Linked DNA regions of Mus musculus: region 2 is linked to region 1. The links are chromatin contacts, called in public ChIA-PET maps. All regions are on one chromosome and are shown on one strand. The core of a region is the stretch at or near the end of the contact, and the rest is flanking DNA. Distances in the headings are between cores, read along the strand shown.

Region 1 (6,567 bases), core at 571-3,070:
CTGCAAGAGAGAGAGTGGGGACTGAATGGCAAGAGACTCGAAGAATGGAGACAAAACAGGCTGTCTGATCAAGTTGTTATCAGAGTGTGTTCAGCCGTGGTGGGCTTCCTGCAGAAACATCATGCTAGGAAAAGCAAGTCTCTCGTCGGGGTGGAAAAGGACCACCCGCAAGTAAGTAGCCAGAAATGGCTGCAGAGCTGATAGCCGCTTTCTGCTCAGAGTCGGCTCCCAACAGGAGACTGGAGAGACTCTATTCCCAGCGCCCACATGACAGCCCACAAGCATCTATAACTCCAGTTCCAGGAGATGGATGGCCTTTCCTGGCTCCACGGGTACCTGTTATACAAGTGGTACACAGACAGACGTGCAGGCACAACAGCCATGCAGACCAGGCTGGCCTTGAACTCAGGGATCTCTGTCTCCTTAAAGGCTTGTGCCATCCAGCTTGGCCCTACACATAAAGTTTTAAAAATAGAAGCTAGGTGCAACTATGTGGAAACCCTTAAACCCAGTACTGTGTGGGATAGAGAGGCAGGAGGATTCCCCAGGGCTTGATGGGTCCAGCCCAGTTTCTGTGAGAGGTCTCTCCGGAACAAGGCTGCATGACAGAGGACACCTACTGGCTTCCTCTAATTCTGCATGCAGTGTATATATATACATACATGTCTAAATAAAACAGAAAGCATTAAGGTAATGGGAAGGAGTCAGGTGTGGCTGTACACGCCTTTAATCAACGCCCTCAGAGGCCAAGGAATGTGGATCTTTGAATTAGAAGCCCTCCTAATCTATATACAGAATTCTAGACCTACTCGGGGTTGCCTAGTGAGACTGCTGCTATCTGATGCTTGCAGGCCGCCTGGTCTGGGTTGGAAAGAGAAGACAGCCTATTTGTTGAGGGTCAGGTTAGTTATCTGCAGCCTTGGGCCTGCCTGTGTGCATCTGGATGGTGTGTGTGTGTGTTCTGTGCTATCTCAGTAGTAATGACAGTATAAAGAAACCATTCTCTGAATACCACCTTTCCTAAGCTTCAGTCTTTAACCTCTTAAGACTTGCTGTGTTGCTGGGCGTGGTGGCACACGCTTTTAATCCCAGCACTCAGGGAGGCAGAGGCAGGCGGATTTCTGAGTTCGAGGCCAGCCTGGTCTACAAAGTGAGTTCCAGGACAGCCAGGGCTACACAGAGAAACCCTGTCTCGAGAAACCAAAAAAAAAAAAAAAAAAAAAAGACTTGCTATGTTAAAATCACTAATACCTTAACATTTGTTTCAGAACAACCTTAGTCGCTGAAAGCACAGTAAATTCACTTGTTTTGAGACGGGCCTCCCGCAGCCAAGGCTGGCCTGGATATGTAACCGAGATTGATACACTCTTCCTGCCTTTACCTCCAGAGCACCTGGCTTATAGCTGGGAGGCACAACACCCAGCTAAATGTTTAACTTTTAAGGTTTCCCTTTTCCAACCTAATATTCTGTACCTAGCGTGCGCTCTCCGTTTCCTGTTTCTTCAGTTAGAAATCAGGTCTACATTCATTGCGGGGACAGGAGTGGGTGGGTCTTACCAGTCACCCTGGGAGACATAGAATCAGTCTGAGATCTTCTAGGACTCCCTGTGGCAATGGCGGGCCTCCTGATCTGTCTCTGGCTGGAGCTGAAGAGCCAAGCCAACCCCCACAGCCTGTACATCTTAGAGAATTATGGAGAGACTTGTTGACCACAACCATAAGAGTCAAAAGATAAAAGTTCATGCAGATAGTGTTTCCCTTGCACCTACGTCTCTACCACAAGCACGGCTGATTCTCGCAGAGGCCAGAAGAGGGCATTCCACACCCTGGAACTAGAGTTACAGAGGGCTTGGGAGCCACCATGTGGATCCTGGGGAAAGAACCAAGTCCTCTTCAAGAGCAGCAAGGGCTCTTAACTGCTGAGCCGTCTCCAGCCCTCAGAATATATAACAAAAATGTGGGAGGGAGAAAAAGAAAAAAGACTAACGTTGGGTTTTGTTTGAAACATTCATATTTGCTCGTGTCTACTCTAAAAGTTTAAGTGAGCCAGTTTCTCATTATTGCCTTGTAGTCAGGGCAGGTCCTGTGTCATCTCATCTGTGGAACTCGAGCAAAGTTGAAGATTCTTATATCATTTGATCCAAGGGACAGAGATGGTGAGATGGCTGGTTGTGCCTCATTCCAACTCTTTTGTTTGTTTGTTTTGGTTTTCAAGACAGGGTTTCTTTGTGTACCCTTGGTTGTCCTGGAACTCACTCTGTAGACCAGGCTGGCCTCGAACTCAGAAATCCACCTGCCTCTGTCTCTCAAGTGCTGGGATTAAAGGCGTGCGCCACCACCGGCCAGCTCATTCCAATTCTTAAACATCCCAGGCTGGCTGTGGATGTTCAGAATCACCGGAGTTTCGAGAAGAGCCTGGGCAGACCAGTGGCTGCTGAAGCAGCTACCAGGCTGCGGGCTGCCTGTTCCGGGTTGGGAAGGAGAGCCCCATTGAGTAAGGGTGCCTATAGCTGTCACTTGCAATTTTGGGCGCATCCCTGAGCAACTGGGTGTCGTGTTCGGTTTTCTTTGTTTTTAGTAATTTTAAAATTTTTTACATAAACATTTTAAAACATTTGATTGTGGATTTCTTTTTTTATATAAAGATTTATATATTTACTATTATATCTAAGTACACTGTAGCTATCTTCAGACACACCAGAAGAGGGCATCAGATCTCATTAAGGATGGTTGTGAGCCACCATGTGGTTCCTGGGACTTGAACTCAGGACCTTCGGAAGAGCAGTCGGTGCTCTTAACCACTGAGCCATCTCTCCAGCCTTGATTGTGAACTTCACACCATGCATCCCAACCCCACTCATCTCCCCATCCCTCCATATCTAACCCCTGCCCTTGCAATCTCCCCACCAAAAGGAAACAAAACATAGAAGATCTCACCGTGGAAGCTGCGGTGTGTCACAGTGTGTCACACGCTATACCTTTCTGTCCACACATCTTTACTTGCAGATGTTCATTGCCGTGAGTCACTGGTCTGTTTCTCCACCTCTGGCTTCTGCTTCGCTATCAATGCTGGATCCTTACTGGGGCTTCTCCCAGATATCCTGTTGTTGCTCTGTGACATGGAGGTCCTACTGCTTTGGATCTGCAGGTCCGGCCACTTCATGAGCCCCAGACGTTCATAGATGAGGTGGATGTTGGGTTGGGTCAACTCAAAGCCCTGATGATCTGGACCTGGGTGGTTACTGAGTTGGTCAGCCCACCAGCTCTCCCCTGCATATCAGACATTTACATTACAATTCATAACAGTTGCAAAATTACAGTTATGAAATAGCAATGAAAATAGTGTTATGGTTGGAGGTCACAGCATGAGGAACTGTATTAAAGGGTCACAGCGTTAGCAAGGCTGAGAACCGCCGGGTTAGGGAAAGCCTACTGTGGTGGAGCTCTAGGCTCCTGTAACGTGGGATAGAGCTGCATGTGGAGACTGTAGGTTCCAGCCTGACCTGACCAAAGCCATCTTGAGTCATACCTTCTCTGACTGTCACCAAGTAATCCTGGTCTGCCCCTCCCACTGCACGTTTTTCTGGCATACTGTGCACAGCCAGCCGTCAGACTGGAATGTGGCTCTTCATGAGCAGACCGCACCAGGAATGCACGTGCCCTCTTTTGATGTTGACTCCAGATAAGCTGTGTATACTCTGGCTTTGATAAAAATCAATTTCGTCCTGACTAGTACGTCCTAACCATACTTCTGTTGGCAACAAAGTACAATCTGTGCAATCCTGTCACCATCTGCCCTTGCCTCCCATGGTGCCTTGGGACCTGTCCCATGCACCAGGCCCATGTTCTTTGAGAATCCACACACCACACATCTGCAGGTGTGGGCGAGGAACTTTAAGGGCTGGGGTTTCCGCAGTCCTGCTTTATCCTGCTTAGACTAGAGAACTCTTCAACCACATACAGAGCCATTCTTTGAATTCATAAGGAACAGCATGAGGCAGACATCCAGTGCTTGAACTTAGTACTCCTCTCAGGGACAGCAAGCCTGAGACTCATCACCAGTAGTTCGATGGGGCTCTGGAATGCTGGGGCCCCAGCAGCTCCGGTCCTGGAACTTTGCAAAGGAGCAAGGGACTGGAGAAAGGCCAGACACACATACAGTAAAGCCAGAGTCAGGTGGGAGTTCTCTAAACCTGTGCAACCCAGAACCTGTGTGTTTATTACATATGGGACAAGAAGAGGGGTCTCTCTAGGTGAGCGGTCTCAGGCCGTAAACATCCAGGAAAAGCTTTGTGTTCCCTTGAGCCCAGGCCACGTGGGAAAGGGCCTGGATCTGAGCCTTAGAGGCCTGAGTTTGCCATGCCCAAGTCAACCGCAGAATTCACTCTGGACCTTTCTCGTGGTTCACACGCTCACAGTTCATACTCTCCAGGTTCACACTCTCAGGGCTTCCTCTGCTTCCCACACTGAACCTGGCCAAGGCCTCCTCCTCCCCTGCCACTGGCCTTTGTGGCTCTGGAGAAGCCCTACAAGGCCACCACCATGAGGTTCTCCAATGTCATCACATCCTTCATCCCCACCTAACACTGACCTCCCCTGCTGGAAATGTACACAGCCTGCTGGGTTTCCAAACCTTTTTCTATAGCGATTTTCCTACCCAAGAAGTTGGTGAATCAAACTGTATTAGTCAGGGTTCTCTAGAGTCACAGAACTTATGGATAATTTCTAAATAGTAAAGGAATTTATTGATGACTTACAGTCGGCAGCCCAATTCCCAACAATGGTTCAGTCGCAGCTGTGAATGGAAGTCCAAGGATCTAGCAGTTACTCAGTCTCACGCAGCAAGCAGGCGAAGGAGCAAGAGCAAGAGCTAGACTCCCTTCTTCCAATGTCCTTATATTGTCTCCAGCAAAAGGTGTAGCCCAGATTAAAGGTGTGTTCCACCACACCTTTAATCCCAGATGAAAGGCATAGCCCAGATTAAAGGTGTGTTCCTTAACTCGGAGATTCAATCTTCTGGAATCCATAGCCACTATGGCTCAAGATCTTCAAACCAAGATCCAGATAAGGATCTCCAAGCCTCCAGATAAGGGTCACTGGTGAGCCTTCCAATTCCGGATTGTAGTTCATTCCAAATATTGTCAAGTTGACAACCAGGAATAGCCACTACACAAACCAAGTCACAATCCCTATTTCACATTTTACAAAAGTTTTTTTTTTTTTGGGGGGGGGGGGAAGAGGAGGGGGGAGGGGAAAGGGGGTGCCAGCGCTTTCTTTACCATTAAGCTGTATCCTTAGTCCCTCCATTTTGTGCGTTTTGAAACGGAATCTAGTCAAGATCCCCGGGCTAGCCACATTAGAGTCCTTCTCCAGTTTCCGAGTTGTTGAGATTCCAGACACACACCACATCTGACACAAAGTAGTCTTTTTATAGGTATACAAAAGGTTAGAAGTGGAAACGCTGGTCCTCCTCACACACTTCAGGAGGACTGGCCCACCCACGTGGAGCGACAGCCATGTTTGGAGCCCAAGATATGTGGATTCAGGAGCCTCTTGATTGGCTCAGCCTGGCCTTATTTGCTCCGTTTAAATTGGGTCTTTACATTAGGGGATTTGAATTCATTCCCAGGCTTCTTTTCTTAGCTACCTTGGAGTTTAATGAAAGAACACAGAGTCAAGAGAACAAAAAAAAGACTGGGTCACTACATATAGCTCATTCATCCAGAGGCTACTGTAAGCTCCCTATGTCCAAACCAAGCAACCGATCTTCCCCCAGACCCACTCCGCCACGTGGTGTTACCCCCTGCTCACAGGCATCATCATGGAGTCATGATTGACATTGCTTTCTCTTGCCTTTCTAATCAGAAATGAAATTTGGCCAACTCTTCGAAACATTCAGAACCCACCTGGAAAACATGGAATAAGAGCCTAGTGAGAAGGCTGGAGAGATGGCTCAATGGTTAGGAGCCCTGGCTAATCTTCCAGAGGACCAGGGTTCAATTCCCAGCACACTCAATGACCACTCACAACCGCCTGTAACTCCAGCTCCAAGGGTTCTGGCCTTCACACAGACACGTAGAGGCAAAACACCAATGTACAGAAACTAAAAATAAATCAAAGAAGAGCCTAAAGCTATTTAAACATACAATAACCAGAACTATATGTTCATATTAATTTTAAAACAAAATTTTCTTTTTAAAAAATTTTTAATTTTAATTTTTATTTTATATGAGCACATGTAGCTGTGACACCAGGAGAGGGCATCAGATCCCATTACAGATGGTTGTGAGCCACCATGTGGTTGCTGGGATTTGAACTCAGGACCTCTGGAAGAGCAGTCGGTGCTCTTAACCACTGAGCCATCTCTCCAGCCGGAGATTTTTTTTTTAAAAGATTTATTTATTTATTTATTATATGTAAATACACTGTTGCTGTTTTTCAGATACACCAGAAGAGGGCATCATTTCCCATTACAGATGGTTGTGAGCCACCATGTGGTTGCTGGGATTTGAACTCAGGACCTACAGAAGAGCAGTTGGTGCTCTTAACCGCTAGACCAACTCTCTA
Region 2 (7,407 bases), core at 4,734-7,233, 1.4 Mb before region 1:
GAATAGAATAGAATAGAATAGAATAGAATAGGAGTAGAATGTAGACCCTGTTGTGAGTTGTATCAGATTGGCTCCTGTCTTTTTTTTTTGGGGGGGGGGGGATCACGACACCTCCCTGGCACCATGCTCCTTCTTTTCTCATCATCTGTGTGTGCAGCTGTTTGAGAGCTATAAAGATAATATATGTGTACATAACAGCGATCATGTGCTGAGTGTTATTACATCGGTCACTTCCATATTAAGCTAATTAATCCTTGCAGTAGTATCCTGGGGCAGGTACTGTTTGAAAGTGAGAAACTGGAGTCTAGAGAGCTTCAGCAAGCAAAAGGTGGAGTTCTCACTCTTAATCATTTTGTCCTGTGCTTGTAGTCTTCATGTTGAGAGTGTGGACACAGACTTTGACATGAATAAGACCCAAGTTCAAATCCCAACTCACTCACTTCCTTGTCACATGACTTTGGAGAGCAAACCAATATGTCTGGCCCTCAGTATTCTCATCTATAGAGGGAGTAAACATCAACTCTGTTGTAATTGCTAAGTAGACGAGTGCTTGGAGCATCATGTGTTAGAGCAGTGGCTCTCAGTGGTCCTGATGCTGCGGCCCTTTAATACAGTTCCTCATGTTGTGCCAACCATAAAATTCTGTTGCTACTTCATAAGTATAATTCTGCTACTGTTATGAATTATAATGTAAATATCTGATATGTGGGATGTTGTGTTTTATAAAAAAGATAAGGAAAGAAGGGATATGTTTGAGGGAGGTGCAGTAAGATGTGGGAGAAGGGGGTGGCTCTTCAGACCCATGCTGAGGCATCCCTTCCCTCTGAGGGACCAGCCACAAGATACTATAGAATAGAGTTTATTCAGGGCATAGGGAAGGGAGTTGAGAGAAAGGCAGAGAGAGAGAGAGAGAGAGAGAGAGAGAGAGAGAGAGAGAAAGAAGAAGAAGAAGAAGAAGAAGAAGAAGAAGAAGAAGAAGAAGAAGAAGAAGAAGAAAAAGAAGAAGAAGAAGAAGAAGAAGAAGAAGAAGAAGAAGAAGAAGAAGAAGAAGAAGAAGAGGAAGAAGAAGAAGAGGAAGGAGGAGGAGGAGGAGGAGGAGGAGGAGAGGCCGGCCATGAGCACGTGGGGAGAGAAGGGGGAGGAGAGTGGGACAAGGGTAAGGGAGCAGGAGCATGAGCAAGAGAGCAAGAGAGAGAGGAGCGGGCAAGCAGCCCCTTTTATATAGTGAGTCAGGCATACCTGGCTGTTGCCAGGTAACTGAGGGGTGGAGCCTAGATGAAATGCCAACACAGGTTATCTGATATGCCGTCCCAAAGGGGTTGTGATCCACAGATTGAGAACCACCGTTCATGTTTCAACATCCCCTGGCTAGGACAGATCTGCTTAAAAAAGACCACCCTGGTGGTGAACTGGATGTCCATAACTTAGCTGGAAAGGTGGCCCTTTCTGAATTCTGCCTACATGGTCAGACACCAGGGCTTCTTTTTTACTGCCAGAGACTCCGTCTAGTGACATAGCTGGGGCAGTTACCCATTCTGTTGGTCAACTAGGGTGTTCAAGTGTGGCACTCTCCTAGGGCAGGGGACTCTGTAGAGGGAGCCTGAAGGAACCTATGTTCAGACAGAGCCTCCTGTGATCTTGGGGTTCTTGGCTTGGCTGAAACCTTGTTATTGCTTTGTTTCAGAGTGGACACTGCCAGGGCTTACTGCTTCACCTGTTTAAATGAGGGACTTCAAGACTACACAGCATGGCTCTTTTCAGTTATTGCATGAAGGAGTTACACTAGTCCAAGTTAAAAGTGGACCCCAAATGATTACATTATATAAGCTGTGAGGTTTTTAAACTTGTGACAGGGACAGAAGGGAAATTCTACTCAGTGCAAGGAAATCCTCACTTAAGCTTCAGAGAGCCACAAGCTCTTAAAACCCATGAACCTTCAGCTGATCATCCTTAGCCAGCCCAGTCTCTATCAGGAACTGACATGTTTATGCGCTGGTCACCCGGTAGCTGAATTCTTCATATTCTGTATGCTCAATTACACCATTGCAGGCAAATTTCTTCTTAAACACCTTCACTAGTTTCTTTTTATCATAATCATCAGTGATCCCTTGGACAGTTGTAAGGGTCTTCCTGCTGTTTCTCTATTGAGTTCTTTTTGTTGTTGTTGTTGTTTTGTTTTTTGAGACAGGGTTTCTTTGTAGCCCTGGCTGCCCTGGAACTCACTCTGTAGATCAGGCTGGCCTGTAACTCAGAAATCCGCCTGCCTCTGCCTCCCAACTCCTGGCATCAAAGGTGTGCGCTACCACGCCCGGCTCTCTGTTGAATTCTTATATGTATATAATCCTCAGTGCCAGCAGGAAGCAGGTCATCACCCTTACTTGCATCAGCAAAGGGGTCGAAAGAGTGGAGGTTCTGGATAGCGGACATACTATAGATTCCTTTACCTTGGTAGAAACTGCCTTTGGAAGGTGTCTGCGGGGGAAGGCAGGCAGGGAGGGGGGAAGGGAGGGACTGAAGCGTCGGGAATCGAGGGGGCTCAAGTGGGAGGCAGCTGAGTCCTCAGTGGTGGCTCAGTGACTAGGGTGGACGTTTACTTCTGACTTAGCACTTTAGCCTGTTAAGGGGGCAAGAGGTACCTGGATGGCATCAGTCTTCAGTCACCAGGCCCAGAAGGGTGGGAGGCTTTCCCGGGGAGGAGGAACATGGCGGGGACTCACCTTACTTTGACAACAAAGTCTAGGCAAAGTTGGGGCAGCCAACTCTCCAGTGTCCTGCTTGTCCATGTGGGCCAGGTCCTGGCAGCAGGTGAGGCATTGGGGCAGTCTTTCCTAGTGGTTAGTGTTATCACAATCCAGGTGGAGTTGCCGCTGTGCCCCATTATCTTCTTGGAGACTCTGGGTGTCACTGCTAGGATTTGGGAGTCTCTGTCACAGTTAAGTTTAAACATCTGAAACGCCATATCCAGCAGGTTTCTGAGAAGTTTCAGGATGATTATTACGTGTGTCTGAGGGAAACAACCCTTGCTTGTTTTTTTTTTTAATTACTTGCTTTCAGCTGTACCTTGAAAACATATACAGGAAGCTAAACTCAGCTTTTTTTTCCCCCCTGCAATTGATTATATTAGTACTTAGCATAACTACAAATATAGTTCTGAACATATTAAAGCTCAATCATACTTAACAGTTTAATAAAAACCTTTCCATGAGTACAATCCATCGAGCGACTGGCAACCTTATTTTCTTGGTCCTCATGTAGTGGATCATTATAGAATATCACAGGTTCTCTCATGGCTCAGCTTACCAAAATAGTGACAACTTAATATTAGTCAGAACAAAGTGGTTAGACATATATTTTTTTTCTTGTTTTTTTTTTTTTTGAGATAGGGTTTCTCTGTATAACCCTGGCTGTCCTGAAACTCACTTTGTAGACCAGGCTGGCCTCGAACTCCCAAGTGCTGGGATTAAAGGCGTGCACCACCACGCCCTGCTTTAGACATACATTTTAAAATCAGTCTTTGTTAGCCTGAATAGACTTTAGGTAAGGAGAGACATTTTAAAGCCAGTGGTTCAAAACTTCCCCAATTCTGTGACCCTTCAACCCAGTTTCCCAGGTGGTCGTGACCCCCAACCATAAAATAATTCTGGTTGCTACTTCACAACTGCATTTTTGCCATTGTTATGAATTGCAGTGGGAACACCCAACATGCAAACATTTATGTTTATGTTTGGTCACCATAATGGTGGCCCTAATTTTTGACATCTTAATGATCTATTTATGAAGATCACATACTAATAAAAACATTATAATAAAATATTTTATAAGTTTAAAATGTCCCAAAGCCTTATGAACTTAGATATTTTAAAAAGCAGTTTCTTAAAAGGTATCCAGTTTGTGTGAAACTCCAACATTTTTTAAAAAGAAGTTTAAAATGTCTACTCTTTTGTAACATCAAAATAAAATACTTTTTTTTGTTAAATTCCAAGAGTGAAAATACAGGGCACAATCATTATCTGTAGAAGGCAAAACCGAGCTGCAACAGTGCAATCAGTCTAACACCTCTACAGTCAATATCATCTGGGTGACTCTTGTGTTACAACATTTGGCTGCCAGCAAGGTGTGTTCTTATACATGAATTCACAGAGGTACAGCTTTAATACCTTATTATACTGTTTTTAAATCGTATCTTTCCCAAACCTTGTTTTTAAGACAAGGCAGGAATTATCGCACAAAAATTCTATCCCATTTTAAAAGTATCTTTGGAGCCCTATTGACTTCTTGGTTGGTCTATACCACGTGGTTGCCCTTAATCAAAATGGCGGTAAAACCATACAACATCCGTCTTCTCCAACTGTACCTAGCAAAGATGGCAACCAGCCACATGGTGGCTGTTTAAAGATGGTGTCAAGCCACATGTCTTAATTAGGGTTTCCATTACCGTGAAGAGACACTATGACCACACCAACTCTTATAAAGAAAAACATTTAATTGGGATTGGCTTATAGATTCAGAGTTTTAATACATTACAGGCATGGTGGGGAACATTGAGGTATGCAGGCAGACATGATGCTGGAGAGACCTTAGAGTTCTACAACTGGATCGATCCACAGGCAGCAAGCAGCATGCTGGGAACTGCCTTGAGCTCCTGACACCTTAAGGCCCGCCCCCACCCTGACGCACTTCCTCCTCCAAGACCACACCCACTCCAAGGCCACACCTCCTAGTAGTGCCACTCTCTATGCATGTATGAGGCTCATTTTTATTTAAACACCACACCACATGTTGCTTATATCCCAAAACGGAATCATGCCACATGGTTCCTTTAAGATTACCTATGCACAGACTTAATTTTCAACCCTATGAGTTTTTAAGCCAACTTCTTACAGATATTACAGATATTTAACCATATCCAATAAATTTATAAGCCAATAATCCCTTTAGCTGTTTTTCTCTCTTTCTTTTCTCCTTTCTTTCTCCTTCCTTCCTTCCTTCCTTCCTTCTTTCCTTCCTTCCTTCCTTCCTTCCTTCCTTCCTTCCTTCCTCTCTCTCTCTCTCTCTCTCTCTCTCTCTCTCTCTCTCTCTCTCTCTCTTTCTTTCTTTCCTGTTTCAGCTCTTGACTTCAGACATAGAGATTTTAAAATCATGCCTGGGTCTGAAGCAAACTCTAACCCAATTCCAGAGCCAGTCTTTCAATACAGTAGAACAGCATAAAACAACTTTAACATTATCCACGCCCAAAAGACATTTGAATCTCTATTACATCAGGTCCTGTGGCCAGAACAGTTAGAGATAAACCTTGAGTCTGGGAAGCTGTGGACAGAAGAAACAGCCATCAAGCTCACACCCTTAAGACCAGTCAGATACAAATCTGCAGAGGCCATATCCAACTTTTGAAACAAACAGAACTTCTCTTACTCCCTCCAGTGCTGTAGTTTCAAGGAGAGAGGGCAGCCATTAACGCCAATATCCAAGAGCACAGCTGTGCTGTATCAGGGCTGGCTGCCAGCTTCCCTCTGGGTTTTTCGAAGCTACCTACCAGCCCAAGCATGGCACTCTGCACCTGACACTGACTGTCATTGAATCCCATGTCCCCAGAGCTCTGCTGTTTTAGGAGTGACCTTCCAAGAGCAACACTAGCTTCTTACCTGTCTTGCTGTTCATTCATCTAATTTAGTCACCCCGAGTGGTAACACACGAAGATAGACCAGACATAAGACAAGACCCAAAGCAAAGACAACAAGAGAGACAACTGCTTCAGAGGTCTACCAGTCTGATGAAGAGAAATTTTTTCTACAGCTTTCTTGTACAACCCAGACACTAGGAAGCCATCAGGCTGGGCCTCTTCAAGTTGTCCCCATTGTCCCTAGCCCCTCACCATCCAACTCCTCCACTCTGGGTCTATCCAAACTCTCTGTTGGGCTCTGGTGTCTTGGAGTGCTTCTACAGTTCCTTATCTCTGTGTGCAGCCCAGACGTTGGAATCCTGTGACCAGCTGGGTCTCTCTGAGCGTGAAACTTTGCACGTCAGCTCCTGGTCTCACCAGGAGGTCCTTAAGGCTCCGTGGTCAGCAGAAAGAATCTGGTGGTTCTGGCTGGACTCTCCAGATAAACAGAATTAACCCCTGGGCCATGGGGTGCACAGACCTTATCAGGCGCTCCCCATTCCCAGACAGTTTATCTGACAACCATAATGTAGAAACCAGGCAGGAAGTGTCAAAGGAAGCTGGCTAAAAAAGGCTTCTGTGACTTACAAGAAGGAGGCCCCAATTAAAAAAAAAATGCTTCCTAGTCCCCCCACCCTGTGTGTGTGTGTGTGTGTGTGTGTGTGTGTGGTCCCCTGGCATTGGAATGGAGACCCTAGTTCCAGAACTTATGGTGGAATTTTTTTTCTTATCTCTCTAGGGCCTCCAAATGTTAATGATGAATCCTGAGAAAAAACAGTTTCACAATTCTGAGCCCAATTTGAAGCAAGTTTTAATTAAATACTGATCAGGATGGACTTTGCTCAGGAAGAGTCCCTAGAATTCCCAGCTGAGCAGCCCTAAGACACATGTACCAGAGGCTTTTAAGGAAAACCCTATGGCCACCATAATTTCCCATGTGGTTTTGTTATTTAGCACCACCCTCAGCATCCCAGGGAGTTACCTGGTCCTCGGGTGAGTGGGGCTTACAAATTAACCTTGGATCTTACAGTGGATTTATGTCAGACCAGTGCAGCAACACCAAGCGCCTTCTGTTGGCAGAGAGCAGGCCTGCTGAAGCCATTCTTTGGCATTAAAAACAAAACTAAGCTACCAGTATGTTCTGAAGGCCTTTCAGTCCAATATTGACAAGCAAAAACCTGTTTCATTTTCTCTGCCATGGCCACCTTGAGAACAGGCAACACTTAACCTTTCCTCTTGTTTTGTTTGTTTGTTTGATTGCTTGCTTGTTTTTGTTTTTCCCCTACAGTTTAATCATCTTCAGGTAAGGAAACCAAGTGTTATCGTGCACATACCAAAGCTTTTGTGATTACTGAAAGATGCCACAGCAGTGGCTCTCAACCTGTGGGTCACCACCCTTTTGAGGGGTCGGATGACTCTTTCACAGGGGTCACCTAAAACACATGGTCATCAGAAAAACAGAAATATTTACATTATGATTCATAATAGTAGCAAAATTACAGTTATAGAGAAGCAACAAAAATAATGGTATGGTTGGGGGTCACCTCAGCATGAGGAACTGTGTTAAAGGGTCACTGCATTAAGAAGGTCGTACAGAGTCTGGACCCTAACTGCCTCTCAGATCTCACAGTGGAGGAGGAGGGTCTAGCCAGCCTCACGAGGGTCTCTTCACTCTTCCTGACTTGCTCGTCTTCAGTCTGTTTTGTTGTCTTTGGTTTCCAGGTGTTGGAGCTGAGGCAGAATGGGAA

The links. ChIA-PET counts read pairs in DNA pulled down with a chosen protein or histone mark.
Region 2: an SMC1A ChIA-PET map of the G1E-ER4 cell line shows a contact between it and region 1, with 5 read pairs. The contact joins two enhancer-like sites. A contact is called at or near these places in 1 of 15 datasets of contacts at CTCF or cohesin (the G1E-ER4 cell line) and 2 of 484 Hi-C or Micro-C datasets (the Ba/F3 cell line and the G1E-ER4 cell line).

The regions. Positions count from the first base shown.
Region 1 is chr10:117,726,689-117,733,255 of GRCm38.p6, reverse strand. No RefSeq gene overlaps it. Among named protein-coding and RNA genes, the nearest start is that of Slc35e3, 16 kb to the left of the region's middle. Within about 2 kb of position 1,820, at least 60 of the 459 cell types and tissues checked have an H3K27ac peak or open chromatin away from gene starts, as enhancers often do. A contact at or near this core is called in the G1E-ER4 cell line, where this site is marked.
Region 2 is chr10:119,085,362-119,092,768 of GRCm38.p6, reverse strand. It overlaps the pseudogene Gm18904. Among named protein-coding and RNA genes, the nearest start is that of 1700064J06Rik, 3.8 kb to the left of the region's middle. Within about 2 kb of position 5,983, at least 32 of the 459 cell types and tissues checked have an H3K27ac peak or open chromatin away from gene starts, as enhancers often do. A contact at or near this core is called in the G1E-ER4 cell line, where this site is marked.